Regions from separate parts of the Ovis aries genome. Here region 1 is linked to region 2. A link is a contact called in public Hi-C data. All regions are on one chromosome and are shown on one strand. Each heading gives the region's core, a stretch centred on a gene start, on an enhancer-like site or on the middle of the called end of the contact. The rest is flanking DNA. Distances are from core to core; before and after follow the strand shown.

The links. A called contact is a pair of places that touch in the nucleus more often than the background predicts.
Region 1: a Hi-C map of blood shows a contact between it and region 2, with 2.0 times the contacts expected there. The contact joins the promoter of EP300 here to the enhancer-like site in region 2. A contact is called at or near these places in 4 of 16 Hi-C or Micro-C datasets (blood, hypothalamus and omental adipose tissue).

What each region holds. Positions count from the first base shown.
Region 1 is chr3:218,104,539-218,108,715 of ARS-UI_Ramb_v3.0, reverse strand. EP300 (E1A binding protein p300) reads right to left here and starts at 1,847. Exons shown (of 30, transcript XM_042247785.1): 1 at 1,338-1,847. The coding sequence starts at 1,431.
Region 2 is chr3:218,037,784-218,041,903 of ARS-UI_Ramb_v3.0, reverse strand. No RefSeq gene overlaps it. Among named protein-coding and RNA genes, the nearest start is that of RBX1, 57 kb to the right of the region's middle. Within about 2 kb of position 1,518, at least 40 of the 54 cell types and tissues checked have an H3K27ac peak or open chromatin away from gene starts, as enhancers often do. A contact at or near this core is called in hypothalamus, where this site is marked.

The DNA of each region.
Region 1 (4,177 bases), core at 598-3,097, 66 kb before region 2:
AAAAAATCCAAAGCATTTTGCCATATCCTTACATTTTCACCCACTGAAAGGAAACCTACTTAGAACCATGCTTTAGAAGTTCTCTACAAACTCAAAGAGTACATTTAACTCCATTATGCACTATCACTGGCAGATGGAGGGATGACGTTGAGCTTGTTTTCTCAGGGTGTTAAAGAGATGCTCCGTAGTAAAGGGGAACATCTTGTAGACTGTCAGATGGCCAGCCATTCTTCGTCTTCATTATCCTGGCACCTCAAACAACTATGACAGCCAAAGAGAAGGTCGGTGCCCATCAGGATAGCACCAAACTCACTGTGACAAGGGAGTGATACAAGTCTCATTTCTCTTGACAAAAGGCTGGTCCACAACTGAGTGAAGTAAAAAAATTTAAAGTTTTTTTAAACTGCAATCTGGATCCCCGTACATTGTTTAAAGTGTAAACAGACAAAACCTACAGATGCAAAACTTAACACACATTTTAAATTCTTGTATGATCAGTTTATGTGGGCAGTTCTTGATTGGGACTCTCTCAATTTCTAGTCTTGATTTCCAAGTACATAACTCCACACAATCAGTTAACCCCCCAACTCTTCCCAAAGAGAAAGTAACTACAAATTGCAAAGAAAATGCCTCTGCTCTCTCCCAACCTAAAACCCCAGAAATTCAGACATTTTGGTCTGGCACCAAAGAAATGAGAGAGATATAATGAACTGCGCTCCATATTGATTTTAAAAGCAAATAAGGGGGCGGAGGGAGCTAGGAATGGTTAGTAAAATAATTCATACCAAATTTCAGGTTTGACGTTTAACTTCACATCAAGCCTGAAATCCTGGATCTCACACACACAAACAAGTAAAACCAATAATTTTTACACCTTCATCCTCAACAGAAAATCTTAGGCAAAAAGGAATTCTTGAAGAGTAGTAGAAAGTAGAGAAAACAGAACAAGTAACGATCAGGAAGAAAGAATTCACAATTCCTCACTTAACCACAAATTACAACTAAAAGTGCCAAAAAAAAAAAAAAAAAACCCTTACACTCAAATGCATTTCCAAAATTAAACTGCATGATAACGACAATAAAGGCCATTTTTACAGCACAACTCAAGAGCCCTAATTCCAGAACACACATCGATATGACATAGTGTGGCAACGAATGTTTAGGAAGCAAAGAAAATGGTTCGACTACTGGACGCCTTCGATCAGCTCATTCAAACACCTTTAAAATCAATCAAGAGGCAGAGAACTAGGAAGAGAAAAGAAAATATGGACGAATAAAGGTGCTGCGAGCAGAAAAGATTGAGAAGGAGGTGGAAGGCCAGGACTCCCGAGACTAACCTGTGCCATCGCTGGCGGACGCCGAGAGGGCCGGAGATGAGAGTTTAGGCCGCTTGGCTGAAGGCGGCCCCGGTTCCACGACATTCTCGGCCATTTTTAATTCTTTCGGAGATACGGGCGAGGAAAAGGAGAATCCTCGGGAAATCTCTTCTTCAGCCCGGGGTCCCCGCCCGGATCCCGGGGGTGGGCTCAGGGGGCTCCGCCGGCCCCCGAAGGGGGTGGGGGGAAGTTCCTTTTTCTCTCCGCCGGATCGCGGTGGCTGAAGAGGGATGTGGACTCGATAGAAAAGGTAGGGGCAAGTGCGAGGGGCCGGGCCTGGGCCCAGGCCCGGAGGAGGGCACAGGCACACAAATGCGCCGAGCGCGTCCGCTGCGGCGAATCCCGGAGAACTCGCGACTCTAGAGGCGCAGTCCCCGGCCCGCCACGGCCGGCCCCTGCCCAGCCGAGGTCTCTCGGAGCTCCGCCGCCGCCATCAGCTTCTTCCTCCTCGGCGCTGTCCTCCTCCTTCTCATCGCCACAAGGAGGCGGGGGCGAAAAGCGGGGAGAGGAGGAGGCGACAAGAGACACTCACCTCCTCCCGGTGCCCCCTCCCGGACCTGAGCCCCCACCCTCCGAACCCTCCTCCTCCTCCTGCCGCCGCGCTCCGCGCCGCCGCCGCCGCACCGGCCCCTAATGGCCGCAGAGAGCTCGCCCGAGCTGAGAGCCAGGCTGGCGCCGCCGCTTCACATCGCGCGGCGGAGGCGCGGCGAGGACGCCGGGCGCGGAGCTCGCCGGCCCAGAGGGCCGAGGGGGGCCGGGCTGAGCAGCGCCGCCTGCCCGCGCCGACGCCGAGCCCACCGAGGAGGCCCCGCTTCTGGCGAGCGGCGCAGGCGGCTTCCTCTCGCGCCGCGCTCTCTCCTCCTTCGCCCTCCCCTCCCGCGAAAATAAATAAATACGGCCGCCGCTACGGCCCCCACCCTCGGCGGCCAGGTGCCTGGAGCGCCCGCCCCCCGGGGCTCCGCTCGGGGCCGCCCTCGACGGCGGGCGAAGGCGCCGCGGGGCGCGGGGTTATGTAATGGTCCCCCCTTAGGCGTCGACGCCGGCCCGGCTCCGGGGCCGCGGTGGGGGTGTGTGCGGGCGGGAGGGGGCTGGGGGTCGCCTCAGCCCGTGCGCCCCGGGCCCCCTGCCACTGTCTCGGCCCCCTGCCGCCTCTCTTCGGCCCAGCTCCCCTCCGCACTCTCACTCCCGCAGTTCGCACTCAGCCCGGCGTCCCGCTTGCCCACTCTCGCCCGCTCCCTCTCGCCCTCTCTCCCCCCCAGCCTAGCACACAAACAAGATGGCGGCTGTTGTTTCTTCCCTCTGCCGAATCCTCCTTACAGGCTAGCGGTAGCAGCGGCGGCCGGAAATGAGCCAAGGGGGGGGGTGAAAAAAAGGGGAGGGGTTAGGCCTCCGGAGGGAGGTGGCAGGGGGCGGGGCCTGGGCCCAAGCCGCTCACACAATGGGGGAAGAGGAGCCGGGGGGCGGGGCCGGGTCAATCACGGGATCCGCCCAAGGCCCCAACGCGGTTGGCGCTTCCGCAAACTCCCCCGGCGTCACCCGGTGGCTCCCTTTAAAGGGGAGGATTTGGGGGGGGGGGGAGGTCAGGGGCGGGCTTGGGATCTATTTTCAGTCGGTGGACATTTACGGGGGAAGGTGCCTGGGTTGGGTCTTTGCGTAGGAGATCGGTGGGAACTGGGTGGCGGGGTGACGGGGCCGCGCAGCTACTCAGGGAAGGCGACAAGTCGCCACACAGGTGGCCGAAGAGGAGCGCCCTGGGGATGGCACTGTTAATTTATTAGGCAGGGGTACCCCGCCGCCCAGTATTCCAGGCCACAGATCGTGCGTTCCTCTCCGTCGCCTTCCCAGGGCTCCCATCCAAAAATCACACCAACTATGGGTTGTTTCCTTTTTCTTTTAATGTTAGGGTTTTTTTTTGACAGTGAACATATTTTATTTTGATAATCAGGAAACAAAAATCACAGCAGTGGGAAGATGTTTTAAGACCAGATCTACTAAATTCGTTTCTTGCCCACCACGTGTACACATGCCCCTACCAGGCGGCACTCTCACCAAAGGAGCATTGAATTATTTTTCAACCTGATGACATTTTAGGGTGTTTCTTTTAATCCGCTCTCGATAGAACAGCTTTAAAAAATAAAAGGCCATGTTTAGGCAGTGCTTTAAAGATAATGTAGTTATGGGGAAAATGATGGAGGAAAATGCTTGACTATAAATAAAATGTGTTTATGACATCAATTTTGCTGAGGAAGGCCTCACCAGCATTCTTTCAGGTACCTACATGTTACAGGATTTCTCTGTGTTTGGCCTTGGGTAAATTGATGGCAAGGTCTCCCCAAAGAAACCCCTAAACCAGTTTCTATGGAGATAGTTTAAAACTTTTACACATGTTTCAGATCTCATGCATCTTAGTTGATGTTTCCTTACTGTCAAGTTTACTTTGATTTTTGTAGATGTTGTCTATTGCCTTTTAAATGAATGACTAGGAGAATAAATAAGAACCTAGAAGTGAAAATCTTAAGCAACTCAGGTTGCCAACAGGGATGAATTCTGTCCTGTGACTTCAGGCCTAATTTACCCCAAACTGCAGTAGAAAGGCAGGCAAATTGAAAAGGGCAGTACCGACTTACCTTAAAGTTGTTATAGGATGGATTCACCTTGTTGGACTAAAGTGAGAACTGGCCTTCAGGAATAATTCAGTTCTCTTTAGTGATTTATATCCGCGTTCACGGTAAAGAGGACAGAGGGAAAAAATATGCACAACACCTGAAAATTTTGCCCATCATTTCCTCCTGAGAGGTTTC
Region 2 (4,120 bases), core at 269-2,768:
TCTTGGAATCTCTAGCCCTGCTCCCATCCCTGGGAATTCTCCTCAAATACCTACCTCCCCACGGTATCTCCACTTGGATATCTCAATGGCAGCTCAGGTGTAGCATTCCAAACTCTACTTTGGATTCCCCCAAATCTTCCCCTAGTCTTCCTCAAGGCATTTCAAAGCACTGCCATTCTCCTAGCTTCCCGTCATCAAAGCCTCTCTCCTTCAAGACTCCTGTCTAATCCGTCAGCAAATCCAGTCACTTCTACCTTCGACTGGTGTCCTGAATCACACCTCTTCTCCCTGGCTCCTCTCTCCTCTCCGCTCAAGCTCTCACCTTGGGAATCTAATTCGCCACCCCACCCCCCACCCCCGCACCCCGCCGCCGAAAGCACGGCCTGGGCTTCTGGGCTTTCATCATTTCAGTCTTTCCACTCCTTCCACTGTTCAGTCTCCTTTATCTTCATGTTTATCTCCACTCCTTAATGTTTTAATCTGTTCAGCTTTTAAAATGTTTTCTAAACAAAGGGCTTTTCATCAAAAGCCAGTAAGTGTCTCAGGGGGCACAACTGAAATCTGACCCGATGCCAAGGATCTGTTTCACAATGACAGGTCGGGCCGTGGGTGGAGAGTGAGGGTCAGGCAGAACCAGATGGTCACCTGCTTATAATTGTATCTGAGTGCCGCGCACCTGGGGGGCTCATCTTACCACCATGACTTTCGCTTATGATAAAAAATCTTCCATAATATGATTAAACAGAAAATCCAAGATTACCAACTTTCCTGTAACTTCAAGGACAGGAACTCTAGCCCGGCTCTTCGGGTCAGCCCTTGTGGCTGTGATCTCACCCATTTAGCGAGGGCTGACTGTCACTAACTGCTATCAGCGTGGCCCTGATCCTATTATCTCCTCCAGGGCAGGGGTCCAGGGGGCTCCAGGGGCTCGCCTCCGCAGCTCCCAACCCCTGGCTCGGTGCCAGCGGCCGGGACACCTGGGCGGCAGCGGGGCGAGAACGGGGCTCCGTCCCTCCTGAGGCCCGGCACGTGCAGCCGCCGGGACCCCGCGCTCGCGCTCACCCCCGCCCCGCCCGGGACCTAGACCGCGGGACCGCCCGGGGATCAGCGAAGGTTAAGGGTCGAGGTCCACATGAGCCCTGCGGCGAGGGTGGAGGGGCCCGGGGATCGCGCGCTGAAGCCAGAACAAAGGTTGCAAAGAGCGGAGCCCTAGGGCGCGGCTCTCTCCGCCCCGGGCCCAGGTGTCGGGGTGTGGCCGGACCGAGCCGGCCGCCGCCGCCCGGGTCTCCTTCCTCCGCGGAAGCCCCCGGGGCCCCGGCGGCCGCGGGGTCTCGGGACTGCCTGCCCGCGCCGAGCCGCCCGCGGCCGCCTTTGTGTCCGGATCTGGGCGAACGAAACCGCCACTGGTTTGCTGTCGCATCCGAGTTCCCTTTTCAGATTTCCCCCACCCCACCCCCACCCTGCTCCCCGCCCGGGCATCCGGAGGCCGCAGCCGAGGCTTCATCGCTGAAAAGTAGACGCGCAGCGTCGCCACCCCTACCCCGCCTCCGGAAGTGGGGCGGCCCCCGAGCCCGGCCGGTCCCCCCACCCCCACCGCAGGCAGGTGCGCGGCCCCGGGGGCCGCAGCGCGGCGGCGGGGCTGGGCGGGGGTGGGAGGGCCTGGGCGGCAGGCAGGCAGGGCCCTGGAGGCGTGGCGGGGATGTCCTGGGGGTTGCACCCGCGTCAAAGAAACCCCGCAGAGCAGGAGGCGGGCACTGCACTGTTGGGGGCCGGGGGTCGCAGGCTTGGGGACGGGATTGACAGGAGCCCGAGCGGCGGGCAGCGCGGGCACACGGGTTGCGTGTGACCTCGGCAAGCCGTCTCTCTGGGCCTCGGCTTTCTGGTCTGTCTAATGGGAATGGCGTTTGTGCGCGCCACCTGCAGGACTGGGCTGAGCGCCCCTCCGCTTCTGCGGGACAAACCCAGTTACACAGGTCTGGGCTCCTTCCTCCCCTTAAAACGGGCTTTCCTTGTGGCTCAGCTGGGAAAGAATCCGCCTGCAATGCGGGAGACCTGGGTTCCATCCTTGGGTGGAGGAAGATTTCCTGGAGAAGGGAAAGGCTACCCACTCCTTGGCCTGGAGAATTCCATGGACTGTATAGTCCATAGGGTCGCAAAGAGTCAGACAAGATTGAGCGACTTTCACTTTCACTTCCCATTAAAACAGAGGTCGGCAGAGGACCAGAGGGTTGGATGGCATCACGGATTCAATGTGTTTGAGCAAACTTCAGGAGATGGTGAAGGACACGGAAGCCTGGCTGCTGCGGCCCATGGGGGTTGCAAAGAATCCGACACACAACACCCCATTAAATATTCTGAGGCTTCTGGCACCAAGCCTGTGCTGGGCGGGAGGGTGCAGTGATAAAGGCAGTGGGCTGGGCCTGGAGAAGCCAATAAAGGAGACTTTCCCTCGGGCCAGAAGGTGGGCCCCTGAAGCTGTGGGAAGTCAGCCAGCCCAGGGCCCTTCTGTGTGCCAGGCCTAGGCTCTCCAGGTAGTGCCAGGCACTTGTAGTACTTGCTTGCTCCTTGGCCTGTTTTTAGAAAGGCCACGTGACCTGAACACTGCTTCTAGATGATAAGATACTAGGTGTAGACTCTGAGAAGCCAGACCCTGACCCCTCAGTAGGCTGAGAGATCCTTTTCTCTTGCCACCTCTGCACTAGGAAGAGTTCTGAAGGAACCCCCTTTTCTCAGCTTTCCTCCGTCCCGCAGTGCTTAGGGCCTCAGGCTATCCCTCAGTCAGTTCCGACACAGCGCCCTAGCTGGGCTTGTCCAGGGCCTGTCCCCAGACTGTTCAGTAAGTGAGTACCGAGTGAATGGAAGAAGTCTTTTGTTCCCACACCTCCACCCACAGCCCCATGCTCCCTGTTGTGTTTAGTGGCTAAGACTTGTCCAACTGTTTTGCGGCCCCGTGGTCTGTAGCCTGACAAGCTCCTCTGTCCATGGAACTTCCCAGATAAGAATATTGGAGTGGGTTGCCATTTCCTTCTCCAGAGGATCTTCCCAACCCAGGGATTGAACTCATGTGTCTTGTGTTGGCAGGCAGGTTCTTTACCACTGAGCCACCAGGGAAGCCCCAAGTGCTCCCTACCGAGGCTTAATAAATAATCCCACCTACCATTTACTGAGTGTCTGTGCTGTGCCAGGTTCTATGCTAAGTGCTGAGTTCATGCTTTCCTATGAGAGGGCATGGACGGGTCACTTGGGTAGTTCAGCCAAACCAAAGCTGGATGCTGGCATGGGACAGATTCTGGAGGCAATGGGCTGCTCCGCCTGTTCAGCTGAGCTGCACAGACTTGCACAAGTCCATTGTCAGAGCGGCCTGGCATTCCTCGTGCAGGGACTGAAGTCAGTGCGGGGGCCTGCACTGCCATTCTGGAAGCTTGCAGGATTGTCGGCTCAGCCAGGGTCCAGGTCCTACTGATTCTGCCTCTCAGTGTCCCTCCCATCTGCCTGGGTCTCACCATTAGTCCCCAGACTATCATCCAGAGCACCCTTCCCCTCTGATTGCCGGTTCTCCCTTTTTAACCCATCCTGACCCTCCATCTTCTGGAAAAAGCAAATTCCGTTCTTGCTTCTCTGGTGGCTCGGATGGTAAAGAATCTGCTTGCCAAGCAGGAGACCCAAGTTCAATACCTAGGTCCGGAAGGTCCCCTGGAGGAGAAAAATGGCAACCCACTGCAATATTCTTGCCTGGGAAATCCCATGGACAGAGGAGCCTGGTGAGCTACAGACCATGGGGTCGAAAAGAGTCAGACACGACTGAGTGACTAACACACACAGGGAGCAGGCCTTTTGCCACATTTTGGGGGGAAGTTATGAGGCTCTGGGCCATATTTTTAACCTATTCTCCAGCCACCCCACTGCAGGCTTTTCGATAACAGCAGAACAAACCAGTTCTCACTTCCCTGCCTGGCTTCAGCTGGGCCTTCCACCTGGGCTCCCACCATCCACACCTGTGTCTCCAGGCAGGGCCCAGTGGTCTGGATGCTGCCAGATCGAAGCTGCCTCTTGGCTCTTTTGGTTCCTCTGCAAGGACTGTGAGCTCCTAGAGGGAGACAGGACTCCCTAGAGGGAGCTT